Linked DNA regions of Mus musculus: all the other regions are linked to region 2. Evidence: chromatin contacts called from public ChIA-PET and promoter capture Hi-C data. All regions are on one chromosome and are shown on one strand. Each heading gives the region's core, a stretch centred on a gene start, on an enhancer-like site or on the middle of the called end of the contact. The rest is flanking DNA. Distances are from core to core; before and after follow the strand shown. Region 1 holds the start of Wdr19 (WD repeat domain 19). Region 2 has its middle 8.0 kb from the start of Gm52815. Region 3 overlaps Wdr19 (WD repeat domain 19).

Region 1 (2,788 bases), core at 247-2,746, 710 kb before region 2:
TCACAGAGATCCACCTGCCTCTAGCCCCAGAGTGCTGGGATTAAAGGCGTGGGCTGATTCATTGCTACCAATGAATGCTGGCTTTATTGGTATTTTTTCTGTTAGATGCTGATACAAATTTTGGAGATACTCGGCAAAACAAACTGTATTATCACAATGTTATTTGTTTTTTTTAAACAATTTTATTGTTGTTATAAGTTAAAAATTTGAAATTTCATTGACTTATATTATTCTTATATCAGACTGCTACATTCTAGAATACTCAGGAACATGACCCTAGATGAAAAATATTAGTTTTAAATACTGTAGATTAATCAAGCACACCCTTATCTAGGTAGATGCAGCTTAGATACTGTAGCTGAAGACTTGAATCTGAGTGACAACACAACTCCTCCAATGCTATCTGAATAAATGCCCATCTCCCGAAAGCCTGTGTCCTGGAATCGCAACTTAAGATAGAGGTGCGCTATGATGCCAAGCACACACAGGTTTTTTCCAGCACGTACACTCACTCAACGTATTCTAGACCATCTTACTTCTGCGAGTTTGGGAATACATCGTCCTTAAACCTGATTCTATTCCTTTCATGGCAGATCTGTCTTGGGCTGTAATCTTACAGGTTAGTTTTCTTCCACAGAGTTATATCGGTTCTAGGTACAACTCAGATAAAAGTTACAGCTTTCCTAGAACAGCAAAAAGGTTTGCTTGTTGCAGGTCACGGTTAACTTAACTGTAAAGAGAATAGTATTTACTCCTTTCCGACACACCAGAAAGTGAATCATGCAAAGTTATCTGCCAATTCCAATGGACACACAAGAGCTACAGTGAAGCTTTAGGAAAGCTGAAACCATTTTAAACTCGGTGTTTCCATTTCTTTGTCAGAGCAGTGCGGGGGTAAGTACCTCTGAGGTAAATCACAGGAGTGCAGCGGCTGCCCCTGTGGAATTCACAACAAACCCAATCAGAAAACCTGCGTGCAGTGGAGGACGCACACAGGTGTGCAGATTTCTCCATCATGTGTTCTAGCGACCAGGGCTCTGCATACCGGACAGGTCACAGGCCAAGTAATTCTTGATGACTGTTTTAGAGACTTTTGATTCTCCCTAGGGCTCTGGGCCAGTGGCTTGGTTTGCCCAGGATTAAGCTACAAGAAATCGGTAGCGATACCGGTAGTTCGGGCGTACTCAGATCAGGCTTCTACCAGATTCCAGAGGGCACAGGCCTCCCTCAGCCCGCTCTCCAGAGCTTCCTTTCCCTGCATCCTTACAAGCCCATCATCCCCTCCCGCCCGCTCCCGGAGCTCATTCCTCTATCCTCAGCACTTCCGCGGAGGGACAGGGACACAAACTCCTCAGAGTCGCGCTCCGAGAGTTTAGGAAATACAGAGGCTGCCACATCTTCTCAATCCGCTGGCACTTGTAAGTTATTTACCTTCATTTCAAAGGCTCCAGCGACACCCCCGTTCTTGTAAGTGCGCAGGCGCAACAGAACACCCCCGCCCCGCTACCGCGTTCTCGTCACCCAGGAGACCGTGCAAACAGCGACCAATCAGCGAGCGTGGGGCGGAGCTGCCCCCGGAGCCCTCCTTTGAGAGAGATGGGCAGGGTGGGTAGAGTCACGTGATGGAGGTGGAGCTAAGCTCCGGGAAGTTGAATGCTACGAGGGCTGGTCAACTTCCTGCCTGAGCTCTGATTGGGTGAGGCTGCGAGGCAGGCGGGCCCTATGGACAGAAAGGGTCTTGAGCTATGTGAGCAGAAACCACTGGCCTAGGAGCGGTTGTAAAGGAATTCCGGGGGGAAAAAAGCTGGACCCAGAGGTTGGCAAGTAGGAGGCAGGAATTGGCTCATGAGCCAGACGGCTTCTACAAGATCCACTTGTAAAAAAGGCTTGGAGAAACTAATGTATCATTCCTCATTTTTTTTTCTTGCAGGGTTTTTATTTTTGATTTTGCCCTAACGGAGGTGAGGTATGAGGAGTCGTTTTCTTTCAGGACCATTAAGACAATTTTAGCTAGTGTGATCGGGGAGGAATAGTTGAAAAAAATAAAGAAAAGAACTCGCCTGTAGTATTTGAGCCTGGTAAACAAGAAGTTTAGCGGAAGCTAAGCATTAAAAGTTGGCTGGAGGGAGGGAGTGGGATTCTGCACAGTAGCTAAGGTTGGCTAGCTGGGCATCATCACCTCGGGTTCCTAGAATAGAGTTGGGTAATTTTTCACAGCGACTCTCGTCCATGAGATAAAATTGTAGTCAAACCTAAAATGGCCTCAGCAAGAATACAAGATGGAGAAACTTCTGCATTGTCTTGCTCTGTCACAATAGTAACAGGCTAATCAAAAACAAACAAAAAAAAAACAAAAAACCTACATGGTTGCATCAGTAGCTATAATAACAAAGCATTTGACAAAACTGAACATAAAACAAACCCTCAAAATTCTCAAAAAACAAAACCCAACAAGAAAAAGCAAGACAACAAAACCCTGTACCATAGAAATTGTAAACAGTATCTCCAAATAGCCTAAGGCTGATGTACTTAATGCTAAGAATCTTGAAAGTAGTCCCATTAGGAACAAGGCAGGGATGTCCCCTCTTGTGACTCTTTCTCAATTCTGGTGGAAGTCCTAGTTAATGCAATAAGGAGAGAAAAAGAAGCATACTGATTGAGGAAGGAGGTGGGAAAACTGCAGATGACATGACTGAGAGTGTACAGAATCAGTAGAAGAGAGGGAGGGATGTGGGGTAGAGGTAGAGCTAATTATACCAAGCCTCCAGGATACAATCTTAATACACAA
Region 2 (3,075 bases), core at 105-2,604:
CATGGAGACATCCACTTTCTTTCTTCAGACAAAGGGATCTGTCTGCCTGGCTCTCCCTCCCCTGAGCTAGAATTACAAGCATACATCACATGGTTGGATTTTTTTTTTACATGGTTTGGGGGATCAAACTCAGGTTCTGGTACTAGATTTATTTTTAATATCTCTCTCTCTCTCTCTCTCTCTCTCTCTCTCTCTCTCTCTCTCTCTGTGTGTGTGTGTGTGTGTGTGTGTGTGTGTGTATGTGTTTACACACACACATACATGATGTGTGTATATAGGGAGGCAAGCATGTCATAGCATTTATGTGGATATCAGAGACAACTCTGTGGTGTTCTTGCTCTAAATGGAGTATTACACCAATTGCTTAGTGGGTTTCTAAATGAAATAAGAAAAGGGAACCTATTTGTGTAAGACCACACTGGTGATGTTTAGGTTGGTCATCACCCGTGTTCTGTTTCTTATTTTTAACAATGAACATGTATTCTAACTTTTGTTCACCAATGGAGAAATATAAATTATAAATAGATTATGTATATGTATATATGCATATACATGCATTATATTTATTTAATGGCTCTGGGGATTGAACTTAGTTTCACTACTGCTAGGTGGCATTCTAAGTTTAGTTTTATTTCATGTGCATTGGTGTTTTGTTTGCATGTATGTCTGCATCAGGGTGTCAGATCTTGGAGTTACAGACAGTTATGAACTGCCATATAGGTGCTGGGAATTGAACCTGGCTCCTCTGGAAGAGCGGTCAGTAATCTCAACCAGTGAGCCATCTCTCCAGTCCCCCTAACTTTAATTTTTAAAGAGTTCTTTGAAGTCAATCCATTCCCGGAGCACCAGAATGGAAGCAGAGTGTGCGGCGAGTCATTTTTCACGTGCACACTCCTGGCCCAAACAATGAGCTGCTGCACTCTGCAGCTCAGCTCCGAGCATCAGCAGTCATCTTGAGAGTCGAAGCAGAGACCCTGTGTATCTTGGATGCTGCTATTACATTGCACAATCCTCTACACACCGCAGCAGTAAGAGGGGAACCCAGGCTTCGTACCAAAAAGGTTCACACGCTCTGATATTCACATTCTAGTTTCACTTTGACTTGAAAGTCACACAGAAACCAAATGATTAAATCTGCATTTCCTTTGAACTCTGTGTAGATGGTGAGGTAGGGATTCCCCTTGTAGCTGACATTCCTTACCAAAAAGGATTCTGGAGGCTCTTGGCTCTGAAGCTGTCAGCTGCCTTGACACCAGCCCGATCCAGCGGAATTAGACACTTCCTGTGTTCTGTGGGATTTCACAGGTCTCTGTGCAAGCTCGCACCTCTGTAGCAAATCATGGTTGCTTTCAGATCAACAGTTAGTTCTCACAGTTCTCCTGAGCAAGAGAGAGGAAGTGAGAGAGAGGCTTGCAAGCTCTTGCTGCAGTCCTTTTTAATCTATTGAAGACGGGGAGGTACCAAGGTGTGAGGTCGGCTCTGTTTTTCTCACAGCGGGGCGTGGTCCTCAGAGCATGGTCTGCAGAGCATGGTTCTCAGAGCGGACCTCTAACTCAAGGCTTTGATAGAATGGCCCTGTGTGTGTTGTACTTAGTAGTGCCGAGATGTTTGCAAGCCAATCGTTTCGGTTAGATTCCTCTTATCATAGAGACTTCAGGAGAGTTTAAAAGTGTGGATGCAACCTCGAAACAGGGCTCCCTCCCTTCTAGTCCTGCACATTACCACATTCTTCTAAGCTCCAGACTTCATGATTGTTGATAGTGTTTGCTACTTAGAAATGAGCAAGCTTGAAGGTTGCTGAGGATGAACCTCCTCCTTCATAATCAGCTTTGGACGCCATCTTGCCTCTCTGTTTTATAAAAGGGGGGAAACATCATAATTGACCTTCTTAGGCATGTGGAAATGGAGAGAAGATATCAAGTTGCCCCCAAGATCTAAGATCCCACGACGGGGGACTATGGATTAGACATAGGTGAGAAAGGGGGACATAGCATGCTTTCTTGGGGTCCAGGCAGGGAAGACCTTCCTGCTTCTGCTAAAGAAAGCATGGTTATTCCTTATACTTGCTTAGTTTTCTTTCTTTACTTCTTGCTAATCTGTGCTGATGCATGATTTCAGAAAAAAAAAATGGGGTGAGAGTCATATCTTTGGCCATGGGGAAGAGAGACTGTCTGAACTACCCAAAAAGATCCCAAGATTGCTGGAGGCCTTTTGGTAAGGAACAAAGACTTGTTACTGTCTTCCTCTTGAAGAATTCATCTAGATAGGCCTGTCAGTCACTCAAGCAGGAAAATGCCCCTTGGGAAAGCTCTCTGCCCCCAGAGACTTCAGAAAGTGCTATGAGTCACACTAAATGTGTAGCTCCTTGTAATGGTCTCTCTGGCCATTGTCTAGTCTCACTCTGTGAGAGTGTTTCCAATTACTCTGTAATAAACCTTACCTATAGCATCTACAATAGGTCAGTTGAGATCACAAGAACCAGGGAACCATTGGGAAGCCGGGGTGAGGTCCTGGAGATACTTCCATCTCCACACTGGTTACTAATCCGTCAGTCTCTGTCTGTGGCTCCATCCTGTTAGGCTGTCGTTCTGAGGAACCTGTCCATCTCTTCTAGGTTGTTCGGCTTGTTGAAGATCCTGCTCACCCCAGTCTCTTAGGCTTTGTGATTCTGCAGTACTAACTGTGACGTCTTCTTCATTTTATGATGTCAATTGCTTATTTGACTCTTCCCTCTTACTAATCTAGGTAAAAGTTTGTTCGCTTTAATCTTTAAAAAAAAAAAGCTTCAAGTTTCACTGATCTTTTCTGTTTTGTTGCATTTCTTCTTCTGGGAAGAGATAAATAAACATTTATTTGCCCCAGATTGGGACAGACCAAGGTAATGAGCCCACTCAAGTCAAGCTTGCTGAACTAGTTAGTATATTGAGCTTACAGGAGCACGAATGAACCGTAACAGAAGTGTGGGTGATGTCTAAACAGCTTTATCACTGCAACATGCCATCCCATCCTGGATAAGAACCCTATGGAAGCTGCATCCCTGAATCACACTTCTACTTCTGTGGGCTCAAGCATCTG
Region 3 (2,858 bases), core at 359-2,858, 730 kb before region 2:
GAGCAATGATGTCTCAGTGTGGCTCTCATATTCTGTAATACTGTTTCATCATTACCGTGTGTTAATTATTTTATACATGTGTAGATTGCCTTTCCAGATATTTCAAGCAGAGTTTTAAAAGAACTACCAAGTATTTTCTAAAAGCAAAATATAGAATTTTCACAATTTAAGACTTCCAGGAGGTCGAGGCAGAGGGATGGCCATGTGTTTAAAACCAGCCTGGGTTCTGTAATGAGTTCCAGGGCAGCCTGAGCTACAAAGGGAGGCCTTGTCTCAAATGCAAAGGATAATGGCCTGGGGTGCAGCTCAGGGTTAGGGCGCTGGCACAGCACACAGCTCTAGGTTCAACCCCTAAAGCTGCACAACCAAGACAAGACAGAGCCACCGGAACAGTCTCTAGCCTCCAGAAGCAAGATAGATGCTGAGCAGGGCGAACAGAAATGACAGAGGGATGACTTTCTGAACCACAGCAGACACACAGCAAAAGAGACAAGACGTGCGCGGTATGCTTTGCCTACAAGTGACACTTTCTGTGGTATGCCTACTTTGAGAAGGAGACTTCTTAAGGTTAGAAAGTGCAAACAGTTATCTTGTATGCAAATACTGGCAAGACGTAATGATCTCCTGTGATGCTCTGTAGAAAAAAGTATCCCAAGGTCATTCATGACTCAGGGGACCAAAAACTGCAAGAACACACCAGGGATGTCCAGTGTGGGCACCTGAATTGGGGGCGGGGCAGCAGTAAACAGTGCATCTAATGTTCTGTTTCTAAAGGGCAGCAGAATAGAATGATCAAAACTGCAAGGTGACTAGAGCTCATGTCGGAGCAAACAGCGTTGAGAAGGCCAGAAGAATCTTAGAAAGTATACTAGTTTGAGGCAGTGACTTGGCTGGGTGGACAAAAAGTGTTTAGCATATGTACCCAATGACCTGAGCTTAAGTCCCAGATTCCATATAAAGGCAGAAGGAGAGAACTGACCCCACAAAATTGTTCTCTGATCTCCATTCACATGCTGTAGCACACATGTGTACTCATGTCCACCATATGTGCACGCGTGCACAAGCACACGTGTGGGTGTGACCATATGGCTGGGCTATGACAGGAAAGGAAACCAACAAGGCTGCTTTTGGCTCAGCTTCTCCACTAATTTCTAATGTTTTGCCTCCCTCTCTCCCTTTCCCGGGGCTGAAATGCAGACAGAACCCTGAGGCAGGAGCTTTCAGCTGGCAGGTAAGGATGCGTCCTGGAAAAGGCCAGAAGCTAAGATGGAAGGGAGATGGCATTCTGGGTAACCCACCCACTTCCTTACTGCTACATGAGAAAGACAGGAAACCACAACACGACAACTGTCATGTTCTTACAGTCCCTATAATTCGAAACTTATAATTCTGTTACTATTTACTTACTTATTTACTGGTCCTAAGGACTGAGCACAGAGCCTCGTGAACTGAGCCACACTCCCAACCTCTGTGATAACATTTGCCCACACTCTGCCTTATTCAGGTTGTCTTCTGTCTTTTAAAGATTCACAGTCTAAAGTGTACTGGTTGTTACCACCTCCCAAAGCTATAAAGCATAAAAGCTGGACCACAAAATTTGGTAACTCATCATGAAAGGCCATGTGTCTTTTAGAAGACTACCTAGTATCACGGCAGGAGTGTGTGTGAATAGGAAAGTCCCGTGAAGGTGAAGAACCTTTCATAACAACCTTTGCTTAATTGTAAATAAGAGTCCCAAGAGAGCTACATGAATTCCTTCCTGTCCACACTCCATCACCTCCTACTAGGCTCCAACTCCTCCAAGGTTCCCCTACGTCCCCACAGTATGTAGACGAGAGACCAAACTTCAGACAACGAAACCTTGGGTGATAAACCACATTCAACTCCAGCACACTCCATGGGAGAGATCCACATGGTAGGGAATCAGGACTTACAGTGGATAGAGTGAGTCTGTATAGGAACAGAAATCTGCAAGGAGCTGAACTCTACCAACCACTACGTGAGTGAGCTTAGAAACGGCCTTGTGGGAGATTCTGAGGCAGAGGCACTCCAAGAAGCTGCATCTGGATTCCTTGTCAACAACAATGAAACACTGATGTTTCAAGCTCCTACATTTTGAGATATTTTGTTATACAACAACAGCTGACAAATACATCACATTTCCAACTGTCTGTACAGTACAGACCAAGGAAGGTTTATCTGTGTGCTGTGCCTAAGCAGATATTCCAAGAGTATTTCAGTCAGTGCAGCCTAGTTCAGACAGTACAGTAGGGCACTGAGGTATGGACTGTAAAGACAGTACACCAGGGTACTGAGGAATAGATAGTGGTTCATGGAATAATTTTCCCAGTGGTGATGCTAGGTAGCCATTGACAATGCAGATTCTCTGAAGAAGAGATCCTCTTAGGATCAAATCAAGTTTGGGAAATTTCAACAGAAGAAGGAATTCATCTTAATTGAGATTTAGTCAGGATTCCTTTGGAAACTATTTAACATATCCATTAAAGGTATATCCATTAAAGCTTTAGACTCAGGAAGCCTGATTTGGAGTCCACAGTTCTCTAGTTCTTACCATTTTATCAGCATGCATGCATAAAACTTCACAAACATACTGTCTGAAACCACAGAGCTGATAATCCATTTGATATCAAAGGGGAAAATATATTTCCTTTAATAGCTAACTTATTAATCTTAAAGAAAAAAATCCTAGTAAAAAAGGATTTGTGTGTGTGTGTGTGTGTGTGAGTGTGTGTGTGCGTATGCAAGTGTGAAAGTTTGTGTGCCCACTTGTATCTGGGTGCTGTGTGTGTGTATGGATGCATGGGAACAGACAAAGGTTTCTGATCCTTAAAACATAA

Evidence for each region. Promoter capture Hi-C pulls out the DNA fragments that hold promoters and counts their contacts. ChIA-PET counts read pairs in DNA pulled down with a chosen protein or histone mark.
Region 1: a promoter capture Hi-C map of hematopoietic stem and progenitor cells shows a contact between it and region 2, with 6 times the contacts expected there. The contact joins the promoter of Wdr19 here to the enhancer-like site in region 2. A contact is called at or near these places in 10 of 39 promoter capture datasets (the C10 cell line, the SN4741 cell line, embryonic stem cells and 5 more), 1 of 115 datasets of contacts at active chromatin or transcription factors (memory CD8 T cells) and 2 of 9 other capture datasets (adipose tissue and macrophages).
Region 3: an RNA polymerase II ChIA-PET map of memory CD8 T cells shows a contact between it and region 2, with 24 read pairs. The contact joins two enhancer-like sites. A contact is called at or near these places in 7 of 39 promoter capture datasets (the C10 cell line, the SN4741 cell line, embryonic stem cells and 4 more) and 1 of 115 datasets of contacts at active chromatin or transcription factors (memory CD8 T cells).

The regions. Positions count from the first base shown.
Region 1 is chr5:65,198,404-65,201,191 of GRCm38.p6, reverse strand. It overlaps Wdr19 (WD repeat domain 19), which reads right to left and starts at 1,496. Exons shown (of 37, transcript NM_153391.2): 1 at 1,432-1,496. The coding sequence starts at 1,437.
Region 2 is chr5:64,486,195-64,489,269 of GRCm38.p6, reverse strand. No RefSeq gene overlaps it. Among named protein-coding and RNA genes, the nearest start is that of Gm52815, 8.0 kb to the left of the region's middle. Within about 2 kb of position 1,354, at least 114 of the 459 cell types and tissues checked have an H3K27ac peak or open chromatin away from gene starts, as enhancers often do. A contact at or near this core is called in adipose tissue, hematopoietic stem and progenitor cells and memory CD8 T cells, where this site is marked.
Region 3 is chr5:65,216,276-65,219,133 of GRCm38.p6, reverse strand. All of the region lies in intron 6 of Wdr19 (WD repeat domain 19), which reads right to left. Among named protein-coding and RNA genes, the nearest start is that of Wdr19, 18 kb to the right of the region's middle. Within about 2 kb of position 1,608, at least 32 of the 459 cell types and tissues checked have an H3K27ac peak or open chromatin away from gene starts, as enhancers often do. A contact at or near this core is called in memory CD8 T cells, where this site is marked.